Linked DNA regions of Danio rerio: region 1 is linked to region 2. A link is a contact called in public Micro-C data. All regions are on one chromosome and are shown on one strand. Each heading gives the region's core, a stretch centred on a gene start, on an enhancer-like site or on the middle of the called end of the contact. The rest is flanking DNA. Distances are from core to core; before and after follow the strand shown.

Evidence for each region. A called contact is a pair of places that touch in the nucleus more often than the background predicts.
Region 1: a Micro-C map of caudal fin shows a contact between it and region 2, with 1.9 times the contacts expected there. The contact joins two enhancer-like sites. A contact is called at or near these places in 2 of 18 Hi-C or Micro-C datasets (caudal fin and hematopoietic stem cells).

The regions. Positions count from the first base shown.
Region 1 is chr10:38,065,276-38,071,753 of GRCz12tu, forward strand. The region is part of intron 2 of cux1a (cut-like homeobox 1a); the gene reads right to left. Among named protein-coding and RNA genes, the nearest start is that of cux1a, 88 kb to the right of the region's middle. Within about 2 kb of position 3,361, at least 48 of the 62 cell types and tissues checked have an H3K27ac peak or open chromatin away from gene starts, as enhancers often do. A contact at or near this core is called in caudal fin, where this site is marked.
Region 2 is chr10:38,005,259-38,011,910 of GRCz12tu, forward strand. cux1a (cut-like homeobox 1a) reads right to left here. Exons shown (of 24, transcript XM_073914978.1): 7 at 4,718-4,785; 8 at 4,547-4,613. Among named protein-coding and RNA genes, the nearest start is that of dnajc30a, 110 kb to the left of the region's middle. Within about 2 kb of position 4,028, at least 12 of the 62 cell types and tissues checked have an H3K27ac peak or open chromatin away from gene starts, as enhancers often do. A contact at or near this core is called in caudal fin, where this site is marked.

The DNA of each region.
Region 1 (6,478 bases), core at 2,111-4,610, 59 kb after region 2:
CTCAATATGTCCCGCCCTAGCAGAGCAGTCATATAAACAAAGCCCTATTTGCTATTTGTAAAAAGGAGGGGAGCTACTCAATGTCTCGCCCTTAAAGAGCAGTGATATAAACAAAACCCTTTTGGATATTTTGTAAAATGGGGAGGAGCTACTCAATACATCCCGCCCTGGCAGAGCAGTTATATAAAAAAAAAACCTATTCGCTACTTTGTAAAAGGGGAGGAGCTACTCAATATGTCTTGCCCTGGAAGATCAGTTCTGTATACAAAACCCTATTACATATTTTGTAAATAGAGGAGGAGCAACTCAATGTTTCGCCCTTGAAAAACACTTATATAAACAAAACCCTACTGGTTATTTTGCAAAAAGGGGAGGAGCTACTTAATATGTCTCGTCCCAACAAAGCAGTTATATAAGCAATTCCTATTGGTAATTTTTTTTAAGGGGAGGAGCTACACAATGTCCCACCCTGGCAGATCAGTGATATAAACAAAACCCTATTGGATATTTTGTAAAAATGGGAGGAGCTACTCATTATGTCCTGCTCTGTCTTTATGTTTCAATTGAAATTGCGTGAACTGTCGGAAAAAAAAGCAGCGCATTTCAAGGCACAGCAAGGCACGTCACAAGCCGGCCAAAAAAATGAAACAAGGCCGATCGTCCGCCAAGACTATAAATATATACACACACAACAATTTGTTACAGCTGAGAAGACATCTGTTTCACAGCGTCTGGACGCCGAGCGTGAACTACACTCGCCGTTTAATATAAAACATCAATTTGGTGGATAGGTTTTCAGGCCGTACTGATTCAAGATCAGTATTGAGATTGAGGGACAGAATTGCAGGGAGACTGCCAGCCCACCTCCCTCAGGAGACTCGCACAGGCCACAAATCAGTTTAATGTTTCACTGACAGCCATGGCTGTTCACAGGAGGGACCACAACTGAGCAAAGTCCCCCGAACGCCCCCACCGCTGCCGCTGAATAAAGTCAAATTCAAGTCTGCTCTCCTCAGACATTCAGATCCAAGGAGAGAAAACACAGCTCTGTGTGGAAAGAATGAACGAAAGAAAGTCGATGCAATCTGTGAACAGGAGCGACTGGCTATGGGATTGTGGAACCCAGAGGTTGATTATAAAAAAATATATATTTTTTTTAATATTTTCTGCTTTTTAGTCAATGTATTATGTTTATTATACAGTGGTCCCTCGCTATAATGCTGTTTATCTTTCGTGGCCTCGCAGTTTTGCAGATTTTTTTGGTGCAAAATGTTTTTGTTTTTTCTTTTGCTTTTTTAACAGTGCATAGTGTTCTGCATCCTGATTGGCTGTAGACCATTGTCAATCATTCTCCTTCATGTCTCCTGTACAGTACAGAATGCGTTCAGCTGGCCAAATGAACACATTTTCGATCGCTAGCAGTGTGAGTTTCAACAAAAAGGATTGCAACTGTCTGCAGCAAGAGCATCGTAAAAGGGAAGACACATCGGCTACGCCTCTCCACGTAGTGCGATGCATTTTAAAATTGTAAACATGCAGTACGTTTATATCAGATTTCACACACCGGTGCACCAAGTCAGTGGCTGTCTGCTGCACACAGCTACGACTCAGGACACTGTTCATGATTTAGAGCGCCATCTGAATAGTTTCATTTTAAATAACATCTTATGTGTCTCAACTGCGCAACTGTCATGTGCGTAGCCCATCGGCTGTGCGACCCCCTTAAGGATGGAGTCTGCTTTAGTTTTGAGGATCACTAATTGCAAGAAAAAAAGAACATTACGCTGAATGCCAACATTATCCACACAAAAGCTAAAAAGCTTATTTTAATGTCTAAAAATAAGTCCAGAAAATGTCTGCCTGAAAAAAAGTGTATAGAGTGTGTAGTGAGGGCTTATATTGTAATAAAAAAAATAATAAAGCTGACTACTTTTACAAAATTAAGGGAGTTTTTAGGGAGAAATAACAAAACACGATGGTTGTGGGAGATTGGTCTGTAATACAGGAGACTCCTGGTAAAAACAGTAGTATTGGCAGGTATGCTTACCAATTTAATAATAATTTGATTAGTTTTAATTAGAAATTAGGCTGTTATAATCTTCAAAGGGCTTATTATGCATCCTGTCACCACCTTGTGGATGGACGACGTCATCCGTCTTTGGTCAGATCAGTATGGCAGGCTAATGGCCACCGACGCGTTCTCTCTCAGAAATTATATATATATATAAAAATAGGCACTATCCTTATAAATAAACTGCATAGATGCAATCTAAAGAACTACATTATCGACTAAAAAAACCTCAAAAGTACATTATGTTGTCCAACAGCAGCAATATGTCAAACTGTAAAGTGTCCTCTGCTCGATGTACAGTATGTGGGCGGAGTAATACAGAAGAGTGAGGAGGCTGTACAATTGCTGTTATTGCAAAATAATGCAACCAGACAGAACTGTTGTATGTATGTGTGTGTGTGTGTGTGTGTGTGTGTGTGTGTGTGTGTGTGTGTGTGTGTGTGTGTGTGTGTGTGTGTGTGTGTGTGTGTGTGTGTGTGTGTGTATATAAAATATAGTACATGACTTATTTTAAGTATTTAAGGTTACAATAATAAAAAATGTATTATTATTAATAATAGTTAATTTTATTATTATTATTATTGTCATTATTGTTATTATTACTTTAAAATTAATATATTTTATTATTTTATTAACTATATTTTTATTATTATTTAATTGTTGGAAACAAAATTAAGAAAAAATTATAATAATATAACTAAGAACAAATAATAATAATAATAATAATAATAATAATAATAATAATAATAATCATAACAATAACTATAAAAACTATTATAACTACATCAATGAATCACATTTACAGCCCTAAAAACACAACCAGGGTTTTTCTTTCTTCCATTTTACCTACGTATTTTACATTTTTGTCCAAAAAAAGAAAAAAGAAATAGCAGGTATATTTCATGTCAAAATTGTTGCTTTGTCTCTGTATAAAAGAAATGTTACATTTCATTTAGTAATATAACAAGCTTGTAAATTACTTTATGAAAGTTCAGTTTGGAGTGTAAAAGGAGCCGTGTAGTTTGAACAAGAGGAAAATGTTCTAGAGATAATATGTGCTTATAAAGTACAGACTGTATGCGTTTGAAAAGGACAGCCAGTGTTGAGCTTGTGTTAGCCTGTAGATGAGAAACTACAGGAGCTAGTAACAGAGCCTGTGTTAGCATGTAAAGGAGAAGCTGTGTCTGTTTGGATGAGGAGAGACTGTGCCTGTATGAGGAGGTCAGAGCGAGCGGGCCGCTGTAGCAGAGGGAGCGCAGAGAGCGTAAACACATTAACGTCACAGTGCTGCTGTTCGCTCGGCTGCATTCACAGACTCTGACTCATCAGGGCTGGAATGGGAAACAGAGGACACTGGCAAAGGGGAGGCCCAGCGCAGTCACATACACACATGAGCACACATAGCATTACACACACTCACACTCAATAACTTAGACATGTAAATACATTATGGAGATGATACTGAATTATATATTCAAAATTTGAACTATATAATAATAATACAAGCTATTTAAATATATATCAATGTAAATATGTATAAAAATATATTATACATAACATAATAAATATAATCGAAATTTGTAATCATTTTTAATTATTTGTATATACACAATTTTTAGAATACATTTTCATGACGTAATGTTTCATGTAATGTCTACATATACATGATAAATAATAAGAAAAACACAGTGTGTGTGTGTGTGTGTGTGTGTATATATATATATATATATATATATATATATATATATATATATATATATATATATATATATATATATATATGAACTAGATCTGTATATTAAATGTTTAATATTTAAAATGTATTAATATTTATATTTATAAAAAATGTAAAAATAATTATGTTCAAAAATTTAAGTATTTTATATTTATATAAATTGTGTGAATATCTGCAAAACTTCTGCAAGAAAAAATATTTTTTTAAAAATATAATAAATAAAAGTAGTCTTTTTATAAAAAAAAATCATTTTAAACCAAATGTTATGCTATAGATTTATTTATATATACTCAAATAATTGATAAATAATGCATTTAGGCATTTAAGTAATTTATTTATATAAATTGAACATTTTTGTAACATTGTGTGTGTGTGTGTGTGTGTGTGTGTGTGTGTGTGTGTGTGTGTGTGTGTGTGTGTGTGTGTGTGTCTGTGTCTTATATCTGCATATAAGAAAAGTTTAATAAAAACGTATAAATATCTAGCATTAACAATAAAGAAATTATATATCATATTCAAATATAATAAAAAAATTAAATATATATGTGTGTGTGTGTGTGTTTGTGAATTAGATTTGTATATAAAATTTTAATATTTAAAATGCAATAGTAATTAATATTTATAACAAAATTTAAATAGTCTTAAGAATTTTAGGTATTTTATATTTATATAAATTGTGTGAATATCTGCTTAACACAAGAAAAATAATAATAAAAATTTGCAATTTATAATATATAAAAGTTGTCTTTATACACAAACAAATGTTCATTTTAAAATCAAATGTTATGATATAATATGTAAATACAGTGAATTCTTTTAAATTTTAAACTGCACAAATCTAAATATATAAATAGACTACTATATATATATATATATATATATATATATATATATATATATATACATATATATATACATACATACATACATACATACACACACACATGTATATATATATATAGCTATTAACTATTAATAGCATAAGTATAATATATATATGGAGGAAAAACTAATAATAAAAACAAATAATATGAATGCAGCAACACTTAAAACTATAGAGCATTCTGCACACCATGTCTAAAACATCCACACAGCTACGATTCAGAACAGTCATCTGGAAAGTATCTGAAGAGTCTAAAACCTATGTTGTGTAGTCCTGCGTGACATTAGAGGTTTACTAGCTGGTTTTACGTCCCGTTACAAGCATCACACTTTACACAGTCTTTCATTAGGGGGAGCTGTAAACGTCAACAGCCATTACCTCATCTCCGAGAGCAGAGTCACATGGCCAGCATGACATCAGTTAGTGCTCCACACGCACACACACAACTAACTTACACCTTCCTACGCCTGCCTATTTCTCTCTCACTATAAACAAGGTTTCTGCAGGTGCAAGCGGTCCGGTGGAAATTTTAGTCCCGGTTCGCCCATCGACAGAAACAATATTATCATACACAATAATGGCTTTTCTGTGTTCGGCAAAGCGCAGATTCCATTACAGCTAAAAGCAAACAGTGATGCTGTTGAGTCATGCCCGTTAAGCGCTATAAATACAGACCTGCTCTGTGCTAATGGTCTGTAGCCTTGGCACCTCCAACCGCAGGTGGCAGATGGAGTGACGGGCAGAGACCCGGGCACAGGGCAGGGCGGGTGAAGGAGTGGGGCCTGCCCGGTCCATACATCCCATCTCGCTTTTCGCCATTGTCACTCAGCGCCGGTGTAAATATGGCAGCTCCACCCAAATAAAGAGATGACAGGAATTATTGTCGCATTAGACAGACGGCCTTGGCTGCGGGTGCTTAAAATATCCCATGCAAAAAATAAGTCTAAAATTTAATGGTTCCTGGAGAAGATGCCAGACCTCTTGCGCCACACTCAAGAGTTTCAGAGCTTTAGGGCTGGATTTTGATTGGTTCTCATTTTCATGAACCAATATTGATACCTCAATCCCACTCAGTCTACATCAATACTTTCAACTACCCTTACCAGCTGGCCTCCGTTATACTTGCACACCAACGTGACCCCTTAAAGGGATAGTTCACACAAAAATGTAAATTCTCTGATCAATTGGAAGAACTGATGTCTTACTGATTTTTTATATTTGATACAATAACTTTCTGACTAATATGCGCCTAAAAAGTCAATTCTGTCATAATTTGTGAGGTTTACCAACAGAACTGGCCCCAACACACTCATCCGGGTCACGGCACCACTTTAAACAAATTGTCCAAACACAACTGAAACTGGAATCTCCACAAAAGAAGTTGGGCATTTTAACAACAAGCTTAGTGCTTTTTTATTTTAATATCCACTTTAAAATTAAAAAACATTTTATAATGAAATTCATACAATTACTACGGTTTTTGTGCTCTTTAATGTAGGGTAACAGAATGCTTCAAAGCTTTTAGAACAAGCATCACTTACACCATTAGTTATAGCACAAAATAAGCATCCCTTAAAAGCAGATGCTGACAGACACAAAACAACTGACCATTGAAAGACTGCAGTTAAATACGATGCAAACCCTGTCAAGAAATGTTATATTCAGAAAAGCCGTTCGTTTACATTAATATTTAATATGTAATACACTCTTGCAGCTTGTTCAAACTAACTTTTTTTTAAATGATTTAAAACTCCACAATTTTTAAGTTTTTTTGGGAAAACAAAACTTT
Region 2 (6,652 bases), core at 2,778-5,277:
CTTTTTCACTTCGAGGCCCCCATTTTTGAAGGCACATCTGTCTGACATTTTTTCCTAAACTGATTGTATAGAGAAAATGCTTATTTGAAACTTTTATTTATTAGCAAAACATTTCTTTTGCTTTCTACTTCTATTATTCTCATATTTTTCTACACCACATAAATATACATTTAATTTTCTTAAAAACATTCACAAAGTTAGAGCTCCCGAATTTACTTTAGTTACTCTTACAACTGCAGAGTACTTGAGCCTTTTCTTTACTAAATAAACGAATGTCTTATTCATTGTTTTGTGTTATTGATAGTTTGTGAATCAACTGACTTGTGCAAATCTGATGCCGTACGAGTCGCAGATGTGAAGCACATGGAGGCTGGTTATTATACCTCTAATCATCGTTGCCTTTACATCTGCGTGACGAGTTGCTTTATACAACTGAAAACATAGTCCTAGTTGGCGTGCAGCTGTTGGAAGTTTAAGCCACGTTTATGTATGTATTTAACAGTGAGACTTTTAAAATGAAAATGGGAAATGCCATTACTTCGATAATTGTAATATGACATATTTAATAATAAATCAAATAACTATGGTAGAATATTTAAGTTCTCACGACCCACCAGCAGGATCGCTGATGCCAACTAGAGGTTGTGAATCCCTGCTCTAATTCAATCTCTCTCTTGTGTATGTTTAGTGCTGTATTTATAACATAGTAATCTGGTATTGTTTGCTTTTTCGGGGTTAATTATTGTGATCTCCCGATTGCAGCAGAGAAATACTGGGAAATCTCTGTAGACTGATGGCATTTCATGCCGTTCAGCCGTATAATCTTAAAACGTGAGCAAAATTACCTATTTAGTCATCACTTTAGCCATTGCGCTACAGAATCATTCAAATACTAGCTCTAAATTAACGTTGATAAATTAGCAACGGTTTCTGCTGTTCTGATGGTCAGCTGAAGATATAAATGAATGGCTGAAGAAAGTAGTTCCTCGTACAAAATGTTCTTTGAAACTCACGATTATGCCATGCAACAAGTTTCTTTCAGGATACACACACCGGCGCCGCAAGTCGGCGGCGCCCGGCCATGGCTCAGGACGCAGTTCATTTTTCAACCGCGCCACAAAGCGGCATCTGATTAGTTTCATGTTAAATATCATTCGATGTGCATGTCTGGTGGGTGATACTTTAAACTGTCATGTGCGCCCCGTGTCGCGGCGCCAAGCTGCGCTTCTGGTGTGCGACCTGCTTCAGGCACTCAGCCTGCAGCCTCAAGTCAACACACACCTTCCACCTCCCATGTCGCACTGCTACTCGTGTGATATATACAAAAATACAGTACATTACTGTATATTATAAGGTAATGTTAGTAGTAATTGTGACCTTTACTACTGTTATAATGGTTCAAAAAACATTGAGGGAAAACTGCAGGATAACTTCTCTTATTAAAAGCTTCTTTTTAAATCAACAGCAGATTTCAATATTCTTAATAGAAGCTTGGACTAATGCTTTCAATCTGTACATGTTGTGTTTTTGATTACAGATGACTCAAACTTAAAGTGCATCAGATTACTTGTAAACATTGGCTGTGATTTAGTCACATTATGCAGTTGTTTTTTTTAGAAACGAATACGCTGGTTTGGACAGACCATAGCATTATTTTTCCTACTTACAACAAAGTGTCTTTATATTTACTCTTTCATATGCAAGTAACTGAAAAAGGTCAATTAAACAGTGCTTTGAATTCATTGTGAGGGAATTTGGCAGCAAATTCATCACTAATGTGTTGCTTGTGCGCGCACACACAAAACTGCAGTTAATATTTTGCCAGCTATCAAACTAATACTAATAAAAGAAAGAGTGAGGATGAGAAGCAGGTACACGATCTAATGGAGCAGAAATGTTTCACCTGCCTGCGTTCCCGGGCGGATTGGAAACAGGCCAATGTTACTGAATGTCACAGTGCGTCGTCTTATGTGTGTGTCTTTCTTGTTTGCGTTTGTAAGCACGCACACAGTCATATTTAAATGTCTGACAGTGAGATTTATCTCTTGTTAGAGCCGTGTCTGTGGAATCAGCAGCATGACTTTTCCTCAAATAAACCTCATTCTGACCTTCCGGCTTGCCATGGTGGATTTTAGAGCTTAAATGTCCCCTGAAATGCTAAGATTTGTTCAATGCTGACACAATTTCAACTAAAATAAGGCAGGGTTGGAGATACTGAGTAGCTCCTCCTATTTTACAAATAGCCAATAGGATTTTGTTTATATCACACAGCTTGCCAGTCATGAGATCCACAGTTATATATATATATATATATCAATGCATGTGCAAATTTATTACAACATATCGTAAAACATGCAGCAATCTATTAAGTTTCAATTAATATTTATATCTATGTAAAATTGATTTAGATAATGCTCATTCTTCCATGGCGGGGCGCCACACCAAAATTCATACCGCCACGCATAAATTACAGCTTCTCATTCAAAACATTCAATCGTACTATTTTAATAGCGGGTGATAATCGCACCAAAACATATGAAAAGGTAAGTGAATTATAACAGCTCAAACTTTTCTGTAACCGTAGTAGTGCTGTGTGTCATTTGTTTAACCATTAAAGGTGACGTGCTGACTGAGTGACTGACAGGTGCGTGATGTGTGAGGCCAGCGAAAACGACGTAGCTTTCAGTTAAGATGAACACAGTTTCCAAAATTATACTTAAAGGTCTATGGTTCTGCATACAATATCTCTATCTTGCCATTTTCAAAACACCTCTCGGGCATGCAAGTGCAGCTCCTATCTCTTCAAATGAAGAAACATCAAATTCCTTAAAACGCTTTGCCATGCTCACAAATAAATTTAATACGTGGAATCATCAAAGACAGTTCATCGAAATTTGCTCATTAATTTTGTTTGTAAATGTTAGAATCAGGACAAAAAACATGGCACCATCCTGCCTACGGTCAAAGAGCTTAGAACCACCAAGAGGCGACACTCAATAGGACGTTCCATTGCAACAGCAGCACCCAGCAACAGCCGTCCATTGGATCTTTTTGCTGTCGCAATGTCTGCTTTGTTTTTTATTTATTTATTTTTTTAAAAAGATAAAGAGATACAACCTGAAAGACAATAATACAACACTTACTATCACAGTCATCAGCACTTTTAATAGTTTATTTAACAGACTTATAATATGCTATTGTTCTATTGAAATTTTCATTCCAAAATGGCCACTGCGTGACTCTAGCAGCATCTAGCGGCTGTTTAATAAAATCACAATAGAGTGTCGCCTCTAGGTGATTCTATACTCTTTGCAACGTTTCAGGCTGGTGGTGGTGGTGTAATGGTGTGGGGGATATTTTCTTTAGTACCAATTGAGCATCATGTCAATACCACAGCCTACCTGAGTACTGTTGCTGACCATGTCCATCCCTTTCTGACCCCAGTGTACTCATCTTCTGATGGCTACTTCCATTAGGATAATGCACCATGTCAAAGCGTAAATCATCTAAACACTGCTTTCTTGAACATGACAATGAGTTCACTGTACTCAAATGGCCTCCACAGTCACCAGACCTCAATCCAATAGAGCACATTTGGTAAGTGGTGGAACGGGAGATTCGCATCATGAATGAGCAGCCAAATACAAATCTGCAGCAACTGTGTGATGCTATTATGTCAAAATAGAGCAAAATCTCTGAGGAATATTTCCAGTATCCTGTTGAATCTATGCCACGAAGGATTACGGCAGTTCTGAATGCAAAAGGGGTCCAACCCGGTACTAGTAAGGTGTACCTAATAAAGTGGCCAGTGAGCGTAGATAACCTTAAGACTAACATATTGATACTAACACAAAAAAAAATTCTTTAAATGTGCAGTGCTGGGGGTCTGGTTTGATCACAGGTAGTGTAATTACGCCACTCCCAGCGCTAAAACAGCCCGCAGCGAGCGCTCTCTGCAACAGGATGCATTCCTCAGCGACAGCAAGACAAGGAAATTGCCACCTAACCTCGACCACATGACAAGGAGAGAGCGAGCGGAGGAACACACACGTGCACGCGCGCAGACGCACACAAACACACATGCATGACCCAGATCAAGGCGAACAGACAATGCGCGCAGATGCACACACTGATTCGCCGCCCACAAAATGTCAGTCGACGGTACGAATCCCGTCATTACTAGATCACCGCGCGTTATGAGGGATTGTGTCATGCATTATTCAGTCTAGTGTAGCCATAAAGACAGCATGGGCGGTACGTGAGGACTATTGAATATCAACTTGTGCATGAATGAAGGTGGGATTTCACCACACTGTGTTTTTCCCCATAATCAAACCTGTCTGCAGTAGGATTATGAGCTGTTTTGGTGCGGATCAAAGGGGTGTGTGAGTGTGTGTGTGTGTGTGTGTGTTTGTCTGTGTCTGTATGAACACGCAAATGTGTGCAAAGGTGAGACAAAGACGCCTAGCAGACATTCGAGGAAACACAGAAAGGGTAATCTGAGCTCCTGCGGCGTCCCGTCAGAAATAAAAGCCGGTTTACTCACTTTGCTGTGGATTCTTCATCATATTTCGTCTTCAGTTCGTGGAGTTCTGCCTGAGTTGCTTCAAGTGCTGCATTAAAAATGTAAAGCCAGTGTCAGTAAAATTCAACTACGCCAAGTGACGTGTGTGTAATTGCAAAAACATTTAACATGATGGTGGATGCTTTAGCAAACCTGTTTGTAAGGACTGTGTTTTCACATCCGAGTCTTCTGTCCTGCTCTCCTGGCTCTGCTCTGGCTGACTGTACAGACACACAGGACACAATTAAAACAGTTTCCTAATATACAGCTCAAGTCAAAATGATTAGCCCTCCTGTGACTTTTCCTTTATCAAATATTTCCCAAATGATGTTTAACAGAGTCAGAACATTTTCAAAGTATTTCCTATAATATTTTTTTTCTTCTAGAGAAAGTATTTTTTGAGTTATTTTAGCTAGAATTTCATTTTTTAAATCCAGTTTTACCCTTTTAAAAGGCATCATAATCAGGTTGACCTTTTATCCATAGGTTATCATTATTATCTTAATTGCTTATTACTATTACTATCAGAGTTGTGTTAGCATATTATAAAATACAAGATGTGGGCCAAAAAATATTTCCAAGGAGTGCACTTTAAAGAGTTAAGGTCAATATTATTATCCCCCTTAAGCTTAAATATTTTTCGATAGTCTACTGAACAAACCATCGCTTTGCAATGACTTGCCTAATAACCCTAACTTGCCTAATTAATTTAGCTAAGGCCTTTAAATGTCACTTTAAGCTGTATACTAGTCTCTTAAAAAATATCTATAAAAAATATTATTTACTGTCATCATGACAAAGATAAAATAAATCAGTTATCAGAAATGAGTTATTAAAACTATTATGTTTAGAAATGTCTTGGAAAATTTTTTTTATTTCCGAACTGGTGGTATTACGTACTTTTAATGATTATATATTTTTCAAATGTGGATATAAACCTATATTCTTAAACTTGGCCATCTATTGTGGTGCTGGCGTTATAAAGATCACTGTTTTAGTACAATATCAAAAAAGATATTATTTTTTGCTATTACTATTTTTGTCATTATTTAAAGGTATTACAAATTTTTCTTGCATTTGAATTAATATTTATTTTATTTTTTTATTTTAAAATTTTAAAAATTTTTCACACAATTTATATATTTTAGTACAACTTAAACTAAATTTAATTAAGCCGTTGTTAGTTTTTTCATTTCTGTTTAAGGTTTCTAGTTTCTTGTTTCCTAAAACAACGTTGAAATAGGGCTAGGTGATAAACAATATTACATCGAATTGTGATAAAACATGTCAATAACAATGATAAGCTCTAGACCTTTTACACTAGAGCCAATTACACAGAAGAAATGTGCAACAATGGGAATCTAAAATAGATTAAAGATTTTTGCTAATATTATGATATTTACAATTATTAGCCCCCTTTTGAATTTTTTTTTTTTTTTTTTAAGGTTAAGGGAATTTTCACAGCATGTTGGATAATATTTTTTCTTCTGGAGAAAGTCTTATTTGTTTTATTTTAGCTAGAATAAAAGCTGTTTTTAATTTTTTAAACACCATTTTAAGTACAAAATTATAAGCCCCTTTAAGCTATTTTTTTTTTTTACTGTCAACAACTGATATCGAAATATATATCTTTATTATTCAATATGACAAATAACTATTGAGATTACATTTTTGCCATATCGCCCAACCTTACTATGAAACGATTTTAATTTTATGTTCATGGACAAAATCCTAAACTAATACAAAATAAACAATTACTGTATAATTCCAGTAAAACAGTTAAATTCTGTAAAGTGACCTTGAATTTAACTACAATACACAAATGATTAATAATAATACATAATAATAATCCTAATTATCATCACTGTTGTTTTGTCATTGACAATTGTCATATGGATATTGTTATTTATAAATAATAATAATCATGAAATATATAAAATAATATAATATAATGATAATCATGTAATACATGATAATCTGTAATAAATAGTTTCTCAACCTACCAGCAATGCCTCCAAATTCTAAGTATTCAACCCACTACATTTTGAAACCGAGCTTATGACTTCACACAATCAGGAAGATTAATGC